Linked DNA regions of Gasterosteus aculeatus: region 2 is linked to region 1. The links are chromatin contacts, called in public Hi-C maps. All regions are on one chromosome and are shown on one strand. The core of a region is the stretch at or near the end of the contact, and the rest is flanking DNA. Distances in the headings are between cores, read along the strand shown. Region 1 has its middle 28 kb from the start of gtf2e2. Region 2 holds the start of LOC120825236 (multiple PDZ domain protein).

The links. A called contact is a pair of places that touch in the nucleus more often than the background predicts.
Region 2: a contact with region 1 is called in a Hi-C map of skeletal muscle, with 2.5 times the contacts expected there. The contact joins the promoter of LOC120825236 here to the enhancer-like site in region 1. A contact is called at or near these places in 2 of 6 Hi-C or Micro-C datasets (skeletal muscle and tail fin).

The regions. Positions count from the first base shown.
Region 1 is chr9:396,308-402,729 of fGasAcu3.hap1.1, forward strand. No RefSeq gene overlaps it. Among protein-coding and RNA genes, the nearest start is that of gtf2e2, 28 kb to the left of the region's middle. Within about 2 kb of position 3,989, at least 1 of the 9 cell types and tissues checked has open chromatin away from gene starts, as enhancers often do.
Region 2 is chr9:506,512-512,933 of fGasAcu3.hap1.1, forward strand. LOC120825236 (multiple PDZ domain protein) reads left to right here and starts at 3,684. Exons shown (of 43, transcript XM_078080629.1): 1 at 3,684-3,997; 2 at 4,689-4,784; 3 at 5,485-5,651. The coding sequence starts at 4,772. adgrl3.1 (adhesion G protein-coupled receptor L3.1) reads right to left here and starts at 3,042. Exons shown (of 23, transcript XM_078080611.1): 1 at 2,494-3,042.

The sequences.
Region 1 (6,422 bases), core at 2,739-5,238:
CAACAGACAATTGCCTTGCAAAAAGGAGCAATCCCTCAGGCCTGACTAGTTATTTCAGAAAAACATCACTTCAGGCATGTGGCACCAGAGATGAGTCAAGCTGCCAGCTTCAGCTTGGCATGTTCCCGACAGGAGGCAATGCCATCCAAGGTCATATCATTCATGTGGAAATAACAAACATGAAGTGGAACATTTCAATTTGATGGATTAAGGTCAATGAGACACAACAAGTGTCAAAGTAGACAATGCAGGTAAAATAAGAAGAGGATGAATGAATGACACTTTTTCAGATAATGAGAGATAGAATAATTGAGTTGACCCTTTTCCAAAAAGTCGATGGATTTTTCCATATCTTCTGAAAGATTTTGTGTTCAAGGGATCTAAAAACGAGAAGCACTTATTCTATTTCTCAAAGGCTCTCAATATTGCAACGGCTCGCAAGTTTTGTTGTAACTGCTCTAAAATGTAAAATTACGGTAAAAATGGTGGTAGAGCTAACAGGTTTCATCGGGAGGAGCTAATGTTTGACATCATCGTCAGAAAGCCTTCGCCTCATTTGCTTTCTGGGTTTTTTACCTTCCACATGCCTTTTTGTCAAGGACCACTTGTTTTTTGTCTATGTTGCCTGCAAAAGATTTGAATTGCAAAGGTGTTTTGGTATTTAGAATTACATATTTCTTCATGGGAACACCCTTCTCTATTTTTTCCTTGGAATGTTTACTGATCTGAGCACTATCAAACTTGCCTAATGACCATGTAAAGAAATTGAAATCCAGTTTCCTGTAGTGCCATTTTTAGTTTTTATTTCATTCTTATTCTAATGCCATGTTCCAATCTCTTTTTCCTTCCTGGATTCATTAGAAATAAAATGTGCAGTTTGGGAGCTCAAGAGGGGATAAAGGGGGGAGAGAGAGCATGAGGACCGGAGTTAAATGAAGCAAGGAGGAGGAGATGTGGGATTAAAAAGAAGACACCAGGAAGGAGATGAGAAAAGAGAGACGCCGCGTTGTGAGCGTTTGGAAGATGAGAAAAGTGGGCTACTGACTAAAGTTTTTTTTTGTACTTCTCCCACCAGCAGTGAGCAGATGTTGGACCCACAGGACTCCAGCAGCAGGAGCCCCTAAAGCTGGCGCTGCAGCAAAACGCAGGATTGCAGCACATTATCATAAACTTACATGCTCTTATAAGTGTGCAGCCTAACGAGGTCATAGACTCGGGTGAATGCACATTGAGGTGATGAAAGCAGGGTCAAATACATTAAACGCTTTCATTTCAAGTTGATTGCGGGTTAAAATTACAACTAATATTATTTTGTCATCTTTTTCTCTCCCCAAGGTCTTCATCGGAATGGATATAAATTTGAATTATGATGAAAGTACGCGGCACATAATTGAATCCCGCATCAATTACAATGCAAATGTTTTCGAAATGTAATCCATGACATAGTGTAAAACAATCAACTTCCTATAAAATCAAATCCCACCGGACACTATTAGGTTCTCATCCTTCTTGCTGATGAACTCATTAGTTGATGTCCTGTCTCAAAACCAATCACTTATTGATGGTAAACTGCTACATGAAGCAAAAACAAAAATGATTTTAGACATACAGCAGGGCGGCAACTTGGCCGTCTGCCTTAATATCCATAGGAACAGCATGACAAAGGTTTACCTTGTGGTGTTTTGTCCCCATAAAGGAAAGCGTTTCCCCACAAAGCGACCAATGTGAACAGACACAACATGGGTAACGCACCCACCCCGCAGCCCTCACGCACACGGAAATGACAGCAGGGGCACTGGGTCGATGAACATGTGGCAGAAGATGAGAGACCCCGAGACTGCATGATAAATATTTGAAGCTTAGCGCAGCAGATCTGTAAGCCATCAATCAGTCGGTAGATTCCATGGTGAGACATGTTTGTAGGTGTGTGTGTGTGTGTTTTGTAGTTGCAGACAGAGTCTACAAATGTGCATTTTGATGCCTCCCTACAGTTCATTACTATATATATGACAACGGCCGGTGTAACTGAAACTGTCGGTGAATTTAACCTGAAGTCTCACTACATTTAAGAGGCTTCCCTTATGGCACACTAAGTTAGTTCCTTCCTTACATGAATGTCGGTGCAACGCATCATAGCAATCCATCCAATGTTGGTGGAATAGATACAGTCTCCTAAGAAGTCAGATAGCTACATGAACAAAGCAATTAGAGTCACAGAGAGTGTCTGGTCATCTGATCATGTGACGCAGCTCTGACATTGACAACATTAATGACTTTGTACTGTGGGAATTTTTACTTCCTATTTGGACATCTTTTAAAGACATAAACCGGTCACATCGATGTGGAAGCACCTGTTCCCTTTCTCATTGGCATTCAGTCCAGTCTACTCAGACGGATACAACAGGACAATATTGGTATTCAGCCCGGCAGTCTGAATTCCGGGTATTGGTACACGGCCCAGCAGTCTGCTGCCCCAGACCTGATGAGCTGAGACGGCTGTCCGTCCAGATGAGAGCTTGGATCCTTTGGGTTGGATTTGTCCCATGACGGTGCAATCCCCAGATTGTCGTCCTGTGCCAGGCGCTATGTGATTGGATCAGCAGGCATGGATGAAGGGCTGTGTGTGCCTGTGTGTGTAGGTGTGTCTCTGATGTGCGGGTGTGGGTTTGTATGACCCGAAGAAAAAAAACGTTGACCCTTGAGTTTCACCTGCTGCTTCTTTTTCCTTTCTGGGGTTTAAATGTTTTCTTTCTTCTTTTTTTTCTCGGAAATTTAAGGTTGACTTGTGGAGCTAAATAGAAACCACAGGTTCATGCTCAATTATTAATAACTCATTTGATAACTCATTTGTTTGGGAAATGTTTTGTTTGACATGGCTTATAAAAATATATATTTATTTAACTCCACACACCACAGAAACAGATAAAACAGATAAATACTTATTTGTGCAAAATAGAAATTTGAGAGTTAATTAAAAGACAATAATTCAATGATTCCCTATTTGAGTTGCAACAACTGTCATTTCACATTTACAATGCACAAATCAAAACAACATTTCATTTCAGAATGTTCTCAATAATATTCTCACCGTAAGCAGTAAGACCCTCGGTGAAGCGCCACCTTCAGCCGCTGCTCCGCCAAGCTGTAAGGACAACGATGGAGTTCCCACTGCCACGAACTCAACCCTGCAAATAAATATGAATTCTTTTGAGGTAGAAGCTAAATCTACAGACCAGTGCAAAAGTGAACTGTGACACAGGGCGATTCAATGAAGGAAAAACACTTTTCCTATGAAACTAGTTGGCCCTCATTTACTACTAAAGTGATTAGCATGTGAAGCACGTGTATTCATTCAGTATACTTTCACCAGCTAGCATAGAAGTGATAACGCTAGCTATTGATGTGCTCAGGTGCTCTACTTGATGTTGAATCCACAGGTATTTACTTAAAGACGAAACCTTTAAATTATATATATATATATATATATATCTCCTTCCAACCTCTCTGGGGACCGACTGTCAGTATTCCAATGTCCTCACTTCACAAAACCAGACTGACATGAAGAAAAGACTACAGGGTCGGTTCCTCCACCCCGACAGGATGTTTGAAGCTGGACTCCATTTTTTCAGGTGAAACTTTGCGATGGAAATGCTTTTCATGGGTGCTCCTGGAGCTCAACAGAAGCCGTATGTCTCCTTGCAACATTGTTTTCCAATAAAACAGCCCCCATCGCCTGTCCTTGAGAGTCTCTACTCAGTCAAACAGCTAAGAGATCAAACCCCCCTCATGCCGTTCCTCGACATACAGCGGCAACATTTGTACAAAGCAATCCTCAATCGAAGGTTGAGATACGATTGTAAATCTGATGGGTAAGACTTTGCGTGTCTGTGAATGTGTGTGTGTGCGTGCATCCGAATGAGGGGTAATCGAGGTGCTTCATCCCTTAGTTTTGATAAGGGGACTAATGGTGCATGCGGTTGCCGTGGAAACCTTTGTTTGAACATAACAGTACAAGGATCTTCATTCCTCCACACAACACACATATAGGCTCGCTCCCTCCCTCCCTCCCTTTTTTTCTCTCTCTCTCTGTCATATGAGTGCGTACTTCTTGCATCAGTGATTTGAAAAGAGGCAGGAGATACATAATGACGAGTCCTTGGATGTTGCAGCAAACAGCCGGATTCTTAATCCTCTTCCTGTCTTTGAGGGTTTGAGTCGGGCCGGATCTCGTGAGGATGTTTAACAAGTGAAAAATATGATATATTTTTAATATGGGCCGCAGCTCATCAAAACTATGTAATGTGTGGGACGTACACAATATGTAGTGACATACACAACATAACCCAGCCTCACTTTATCTTCCCAGGTGACCGGCGTTCACGCTGAGAGTGTGTTGGTAAATTGTTAATATTGCGAGGTGCATTGCTCCCTATACATTTAAATGGTTCTTAAATTACATTTTAAATTTAGATGAGCTGCTTCGGTTAGCTGACAAATGTGTTGTCCTGTTCACTGAGGGAGGGCTCGGGGCATCTTGCTCCTACGGAGGCTGTTCACCCCAGGACCGAGCAGCCAATCAAAACGCACAACACATCTTTTTTCTTTCTTTTTTGTTTTTGCCTGTGTAATGTTTAAGTCTTTGGGCTGTTGAAATGAACAGTCTTTTAATCAGGCCCATCCATTATGGCAGGTAATCATGCTCGCAGAAAATAACCTCAAATTGAGTGTTTGATGATGCTTCACCAATTTCTTCTGTAAACTCCCAACATTTGCACAGCCACTTCTCACACAAAACCCTTAATGGTTATTGTCAATACTCAACAGTACCAACTCGGCCCACCCACCGATTCTATGCAAATACCGATGATCCAAGCCATGTAGGTACATACATGATGGAGATATGAGCCTGTATGCACCCAAAATTCAACCCACACATGCTTTAGCAGCAGTATACCAAAAAGGCAAACACTTTGTTTTTAGGACCTTTCTGTGGATGCTCCGTATTCCTGCATTCGCTGATTTATGTGAGCTAAATATATCTCACATAAATCTCCGGACTGGAGTTTGAGATTCAGAGCTGTGGGTCTGTGTTCTTTGAAAAAAATATATATATACTGTGTGCCAGCACACTCAGACTTATCGAAAAAGCATTCAATATAACTCTTAGGAACTATAAAAGAAATATGAAACAATAAATTAAAAGGAAAAACTTGTGACATTTTCAACTTTGGGCTTGAATCTTCACAATACTCTCTTCATACAATGTCTTTTCATGTGGTGCTGAAGAGTGGACCAAGTAAAGGGGTAACTGGAATGGCACCCGTGAGAGGAGGAAAATACGGTCTCACCGGTCAACTCTGTCTCACAAGGTGTCTTTCTGATTTACTGTAGCCATAGCAACTGGCAACCAGAATCTCCTGAAGGGGAATGCGAGAAGAAAATGTGATTCATATCCAAACAGCCTGAGCATCCAAATATACTGAGGTAAACTGCCACCCCCAGACAGTCAAGCTGACAGCTGTGAGGGGATGGGCCGAGCAGAAAACAAACAAACAAAAAGAATCAGCCTCTGCCTCCGTTCGCTTCATCGGAGCCGCATCACTCGTGGTCATTCTTATCTGTTTGCCTCCTCTGATTTCAGTCGTGTTGACTCGTACCGACAAAAGTGCACCATGGTACGAAGTAATAAGTTTGTCATGCCAGCAGAGAGGAATAAAGGACAGTAAGACTGGCAGCTTTCATACACGCTATGGCCCAGGTTAGAGAAGGGGCCTTGTGAAAGCAGCATTTTTCCTTGTTTTTTTTGTTGTTCCCTGAAATACAAACGTGTTAATGTAGCGAGAGCCACACGGATTCATTAGTTCAACTGAGTTCAAGAGAAGTTAATTATTTTAGGACAGGACTACTCTGAGCTTTCCTATGAGTCCCATGGAATTTATGACCTCCCGCTTGCTGTCAAAGTTCACAACCATAGTTTAAAGGTCAGAAGATTGTCATGGACAAATTAAGCTTATATATTTAATAAATATAGCTACCATGATGGATTCATTCACTTCCCCGCTAACTTTGTCTTTGTAATTGCAGCGCATAGGTTTTGGTTGCTTAGTAACGGCAGGGCCTTCACTGCCTAATCACCTTGGATGAATGGATGAAAGCATCATAGCTGGCATTGTTCTTCTTGTTTTAGACGCAACATGTGAGCAGCCTCTAAACTATTTTCAATGACTGTTTAGCATTGTGAGCGGTGCTTTAGCATCCCTGAGTGCCATGCTCGGTGACACGCTGGGTGCCATGCTGGGTGCCATGCTGGGTGCCACGCTTTTTTTCGCTGCATGTGTCTACTGCAGGAAAATAAATTAATCTCAGAGCGAGTGGGCTTCCAACATTGTTAATGCTTTTGCTACCAGGAGCTATATCAGTAA
Region 2 (6,422 bases), core at 2,434-4,933, 110 kb after region 1:
GAGAGAGAGAGAGGCCTTTTTATTTTTTGAGTGAGGTCAAACTTGGCACACGACCATCGGCTTAGGAAATCAAATCTGGCAGCTTCGCTTTCTTTCGAACTCCATTTTTATTGCGGTGTTTCAAGACGTTTTCCTCACAGCTTAAAGCCACGAGATTGACAAATGCATTTGTGAAGGAATGCCTCAGCTGTCTGAGTGCAATAAACACCGCCTTCACGTTCTCTGACACTCAGACCTTTTACCTCGCGGAGCTTAAATGAACCCAACGAACAACAGACGACTGGAACTGCAAAGTCGTGATGAAACACGGCTTGTCAGAGTGGCAAAACGGGCCCTCGGGTTCCGTACGGCCCACTCAAACTGAATTAACTGCACACGGCGTGGAAGTTGGAGGCATATAACCAGGAGCGCTGTAGTCGTCAGAGGCGTTATCAGAGTCCTTGTCTAATACACAAGTGTGTGCGTGATGTTTTCCTTATCTGGAGGTTTGTATGTTTAATCTGTGATCCCATATTCAAATCACACGCTGCGTCCACTGCAGGCTCACGACGCCGTCTAAACCCACACCGAATACTGCGACGCATCAACAGCTCCAAACAAAGAACGTCAGACCAGCTCGGCCAATGAAGCGAAACAATCTCAAATTAGCAGAACTATCCCTCGGCCCACTCCACCTCCACCTTCCATTTCTCACAAGGGGCTTTCGTGTTCCTCCAGCATCATCACAAGGGAAAGGAATCTGTGACCTGGTGACACACGCCTGCTGTAAGCAGAATTGCACGTCTCACAGCTCTTAGGGACTTTTCCTTATTTTTTAAACCGTCTGCGTCGCATCTTCACTCAACGTTTAACAGCGGCGAGTCTGAGCTGTGACTTCCATGCTGAGAGGCATCCCCCCCCCCCGGCCGTTAGAACATCCACAAGGGAAGAGGTCTGGAGATCGGACGGCAAAACAAAAACACCGCGGAGGTCACGAAACAAAAAGGCACCTTCTCAGCAAAACATATCATTTCTTCTTTTTCTTTTTCCTTTCTTCTTTCTCCGCCGTTTGAAAGAAAGAACATCGCTTAAGACACAAGCAGATGGCCTGCTGAGCAGATGATTTGGTGATATCCATCTCGCACACAAACACAATAATCTCTTTGGAGACAGGTTGGCGCTTAGAGCGAAAGCCACGGAAATGGCAGCGAAGCAAATCCATGTCAAATTCTCTCTGACAGATAAGCCCCTCAACCCCCCCCCCCCCCCCTCCCATCACCTGCACAGGGGAACCGCTTCTCTCACCTGCAGCCCTGAAGGATGAGCACACGTGCTGTCCAGCCGACGGCGCCTACAAACCGCCCTGCGCGTGACACTGAACGGGCCGTTTGCACAAAATATATTCTCTGCTTTGGAAAAACCACCCAAGCAGCCACAGCGGTGAGCCACTGAGGGCGGCTTCAATTGCAAGATTTGTGCATTTATGTGCAGCCCGCTGCAAGATAAATCATGTCATTCATCATCAGCGTGCACGCACGATGAGATCAGCGTTTGCTTGTGGGAATTTAGCAAGAATGAGGGAGAGGGGAGCGGGGGAGAGGGGGGAGGGGGGGGTCTGAGGGAAGGTGCTCCTCTCAGTTTCAGGTCAAGATCGAAGAGCTGGGCAACCTTCAGCAAATCTCAGTTGCACATCAAGGTCATCTGCCCCCCCCCCCCCCCCCCCCCCCCCCCGCTACCCCGGACGCCTTCTCTGTTAAAACAGATCCGTTGCTTCTTGTCCGTATGCGCACGGAGGACACTGGCTCTTTTATTGTCTCTGGACTGCGGCCCGGCGCGGCACGGAATGGGCTAACCGCATTCCGATACACTGTTTTTACCCCAAACGGCAGAGGCAGGTGAAATGCTTTCTATCTGCCCCCCTTGCAATCTACCCCCCCACACTCTTTGGGTCGCAGACGCACGCGGCCACAGAATGACAACCGTGTGTTCAATATGATCGCATCGATTATTCGGGAGGGTAATCGGTGTCACGAGCCCCGTCACCTCATCGGAACCAACAAGTCGCCCGAGCATCATGTGTGCGAATCCAGCAAACTACCCCCCCACACCCCCCCACAACCACCACCACATCCTGGTCCTGTAAGGGCCACTTTCCGCACCCCTTAAGCGCAAGGCCACATTCCCAGATCAGATGCGAGGACCGCGGAGGTGTGATGGCGTTCGGGAGCCACACTTGGAATTTAACCCCCCTAAAAAGAGAATATGTGCAGGAATAGAGAGTGGGTCCTTACCGTGGCATCAGCGGTATAGGCGCATACACATCCAGCGTTCGGAGGAGTCGGGAATAAACCCCCGTTTTCATACAGTCCCCCGGATCCCGGATGTAAATATATTTCCCCAGTCGATTAAATAACGTCACCGATCGGATCCCGCTGCTGTGGTTAAATGTTGCCGCAATAAAATAAAAAATGTATGTAAAAATAAAAAACAACAACAACCGCAGGCAAATCTTACCGACAGAAAGGATGGAGGTGAAGCTGCGGGTGTAATAAACCCACGGCCGCGTGCTCCGTATCCCGATCCGCGCGCGCACGGCTGCAGGTACCGGGAGATCGCGTCCGTCCAAATGCACTAAATCCAGTGGAGTGCTGGCGGAGGATAGAGGCGTCTCTCTTTCTCTCTCTGTCTGTCTGTGTCCCCTCCTCCCTCCCTCCCTCCCTCCCCTTTCTCTCTCTTTATCTTCCGCGGCCGCCTTTATGTTCTTACTGACTTCTGCTGAAGTCCACAGGCGCAGCGCGCAGCAGAGCAGAGGACCGTGGTCAACACGCACGCACGCGTGCATGCACGCACGCATACACACACACGCGCACACACAGTGAGGGAGAGAACACAGAGAGAGAGACACAGAGAGAGAGAGACACAGAGAGAGAGAGGGGTCAGAAATGACAAACCAATTTGGAGGCGCGGTGGATGCTCGGTTGATAGAGCGCAGCCCGGCGAAAGGAGCGTTGCGTTGCAGTCGGGCGGGGAGCCGAGGAGGAGGAGGAGGAGGAGGGAGGGAGGGGGGGAGGGAGGAGGAGGGAGGGAGGGGGCGCATGAAATGGGGGTGTGTGGTGGAAAACACGGAGCTGGATTATGCCCCTTAAATCGCTGGAGCGAGGGCTCCACCTGCCGTGTGAAAGCGAACAGGGGTTCCCAGAATGTTCGTGGTGGGGACGTTTTAGGATGTTGTTGGACATTCTGGAAATGGCCTTGGCTCAAGGAGCCCAACCCAAAAGTAAGGTGTAACTGGTCGCATCCTCTACCAAATACAGAGGAACAAAGGTCAATTTGGGACCAAGTTAGACCCAATAAATTACTCTGCAAGTCTTAATTTAAGGTTTAAAAAAAGGCAAGAAAATAACAAATTAGCAGGAAAGGAAACGTGATTAGATGTTTTTTATAGATTGGTTTAATTCTTTGGAAAGTTGGCATATATTAACTTTATTCTTATCATAATTAACTGTGATATATAGCTATATGATATAGGTATCATCGTGGGGCAGGGCCTGTCCTTCATTCGTGTTTATTTACAGAAGTCTGAAATACACAAAGAAAACGGAGTGAACAAATCCCACTTGGCTCAGTCGAGGCCTCCGCCAACAAGCTGCGTCCCACTGAAACGCATTTGACGGGATTAAAGCGGCAGTCGGGATGAGCCTCTTGTTGCCTGAAGATCACAAGGGTGACATGCGCACTGCGCGGAACGCGCTCTCCAGCCTCAGGACACGCACGAGAAAAAACAAAAAAAACGCACAACGCGCTTCTCGATGTCTCGCCGTCGTCCAATCAAGCATCTGTGACCTGTCCCGTCCGGGGAGCGTCCTCCAAGCTACTTTCCGCAGGTGCATTTTCTCCCTGCGGACCGGCGGAGGAGGCGCAGGACGCGCTGCGCCCCTTGGAGCTGCGCGCGGAGGGCGGGTGGATGTGGGGGTGGGGGGGACCTGTTGATGTAGAGCCCACCGGCGCAGCAATGGAGGTGAGAGGAGGCTTGATTCGGCCGAAGTGTCCGTCTGTTCGTCACGGTGATAGCCTCGAACGCGCTGCGGTCATTTATAAAGAAATGAGCTCATCGCCGCGTTGATTTAGATATCAAATTAGTGCCTGAAGGGGCCACGTAAACACTGTAAGCCATTCATTTGTACTGATTTCTTTTTTTATCATCCTGACCGCATCGCTTTAACATCAACAAGTATTTAGATATATAGATTAAATGTTCCGCTGTGAAGGGCATGTAAATGCTGCCTATCATTGCCCCCCATCCCCCCTAATTGGATTGCAGATGAGACGTTGTCATTTTCCCCTGCAAATCAAATCATGTCAATGATATCATGCTTTGATGCTATACAGGCTATTCCCTCCCCCGTCAAGGAATGAATGGGAGGCCCTTGTGTGTGTCGCTGTTAATTACCGTTACTGACTGATAAACCCTCTTGGAGAAGATTTAAATCCGGCTAAAGAGTATTAGTTGACAAGCAAACAAACAGGCCTCGGTCGAGAGGACGTAGAGGTGAAATGAAACACATGTAGACACACAAACTATTCCTGTGCACATGAGGCGTTACTTCCTTTTCCTGCTTTAATTGTAATAATGACAAATGCATTTTCTGTGTGCGTGTGTGTGTGTGTGTGTGTGTGTGTGCGTGTGTGTGTGTGTGTTGTTGATGTAGGAGACAAGAATGTAACAGATACAGAAAAAGTCACAAAGACACGATTCAACCCCCCCTGCACAACAATACGCAGAGGGCCCCCGATGGAAATGATGGGTAAGTGCATCCCCCCCTCCTCCTCGCCCCCCGACCCCCCACCCTCCAGCCCCCTGCCATGACCGTCATCAAAGGGCTTACGATTCAAGGTGTCAGGCGTGGGTTTACTGTAGCCAGACAGGGGGGTCACACGCACAGGTGGCACACAACTCGCAGTCTGGTCGGTAGTCAAAACTTTGCCGGGGAAGAGTTTACAGGGTCTTAACCTTCTGCCAGGTACAATTACTTTGAGTGTGGCTTGTGCTCTTTAGCTGCGGCCCCGACCGAATAAACAAGGGTGATGCGACCTGACGCAACACCTCAGCTGTTTGCCTTTGCTCTCCTTATTGTTGCAGAATTTGAAGTTATTGGTCAGCCCCGTTGCAGGTGACCAGGTGAGATTTGAGAAGAGAGGAGTGTGACGTTTGACAGTTTGGTCTTGAAAAGGAATGGCCCTCTGGCGGGCTTGTTCCAATACGTAACACTGTGCTGACAGAGAAATCCACCCGTCCTCCCGTCATATTCTAATGACCGGCTTCTTAGCAAAGTCACGTTGAAAGACTTAGAATGTATTTCCTCGTCGCTTCAATTAAGGCCTGGCATTTCACAGCTTATTATCAAAGGTCCAGGTCTGTGCCGGGGTCCCACAGCAGCAGCAGCTACAACATGTGGAGAAATCCTGCTTCAGAGTGGCTCAAAACGATACGCTCTTTCCGTGCAGATGCCCAGCTGGCCTTGGAGGCCGTGGAGAGACTGCAAGCCAAACTGAAGGAGCGAGGAGAGGCCCCCACCCAGGAGAAACTCTCCCTGCTGAAGACGGTCCTGCAGAGCCCCCTGTTCCATAATATACTCAGCTTACAGCAAGCTCAGCGGAAGCCCCCGGTGAAGGTACAGAGCGAGCACGACTGCGTGGGTGTTTTGGTTTATATAGGATGGTGGGGAAGCAGTCGGAATCGTTCCCAAAATACTGAATGCGCAAACCAAACTGGGTGAATAATCAGCTTACCTAAGCTTACCACTAAAGCCCCGACGGAAAGAAGAGGGGCAGAGAGAAGAAGGCAAGGAGAGTGTCTGTAGATCATACTGAGGAGCCGGCATTTCTCAGCCTATATGTGCGTACATATATATATATATATGTACACACATATATATACATATATATATATATATATATATATATATATATATATGTGTGTACAGTGGGACTTCCTCAAGGTAGTAGACCTTGTCAACCAGTAGTTATTCGTAAATAAGTACATTTTCTCACACAGGTAACTTATGTACGATATCTCTGTACTTGTACTCAACCGGAATATTCCTATTTTCTGCAGGTTATACTTCTACTCCACTATAATTCAGAGACAAATATTGTAGTCTTGAGTCAGTCAAGTCCAGAGTCAAGATATGCAAGTTCTGGAGTAAAGACAAGGAATCTTCCAGGTCAAATCCTAAATCAAGACAGTCAAGCTCAGGGTCAAGACAGGAAATATGATACAGTCAAGTTCTGATTCAGGTCCCAAATCAGGTCCTGAGTAAAGTCCTTTGTTGACCATTGTTTGGTATACAAACAAAAGGATCTTTGGAAGCATTTGTTTTTCTTACTGCCTCTGCTTACAGCAAATCGATTGGATGCTGTCGGATTTGTTCAAATAAATTGGA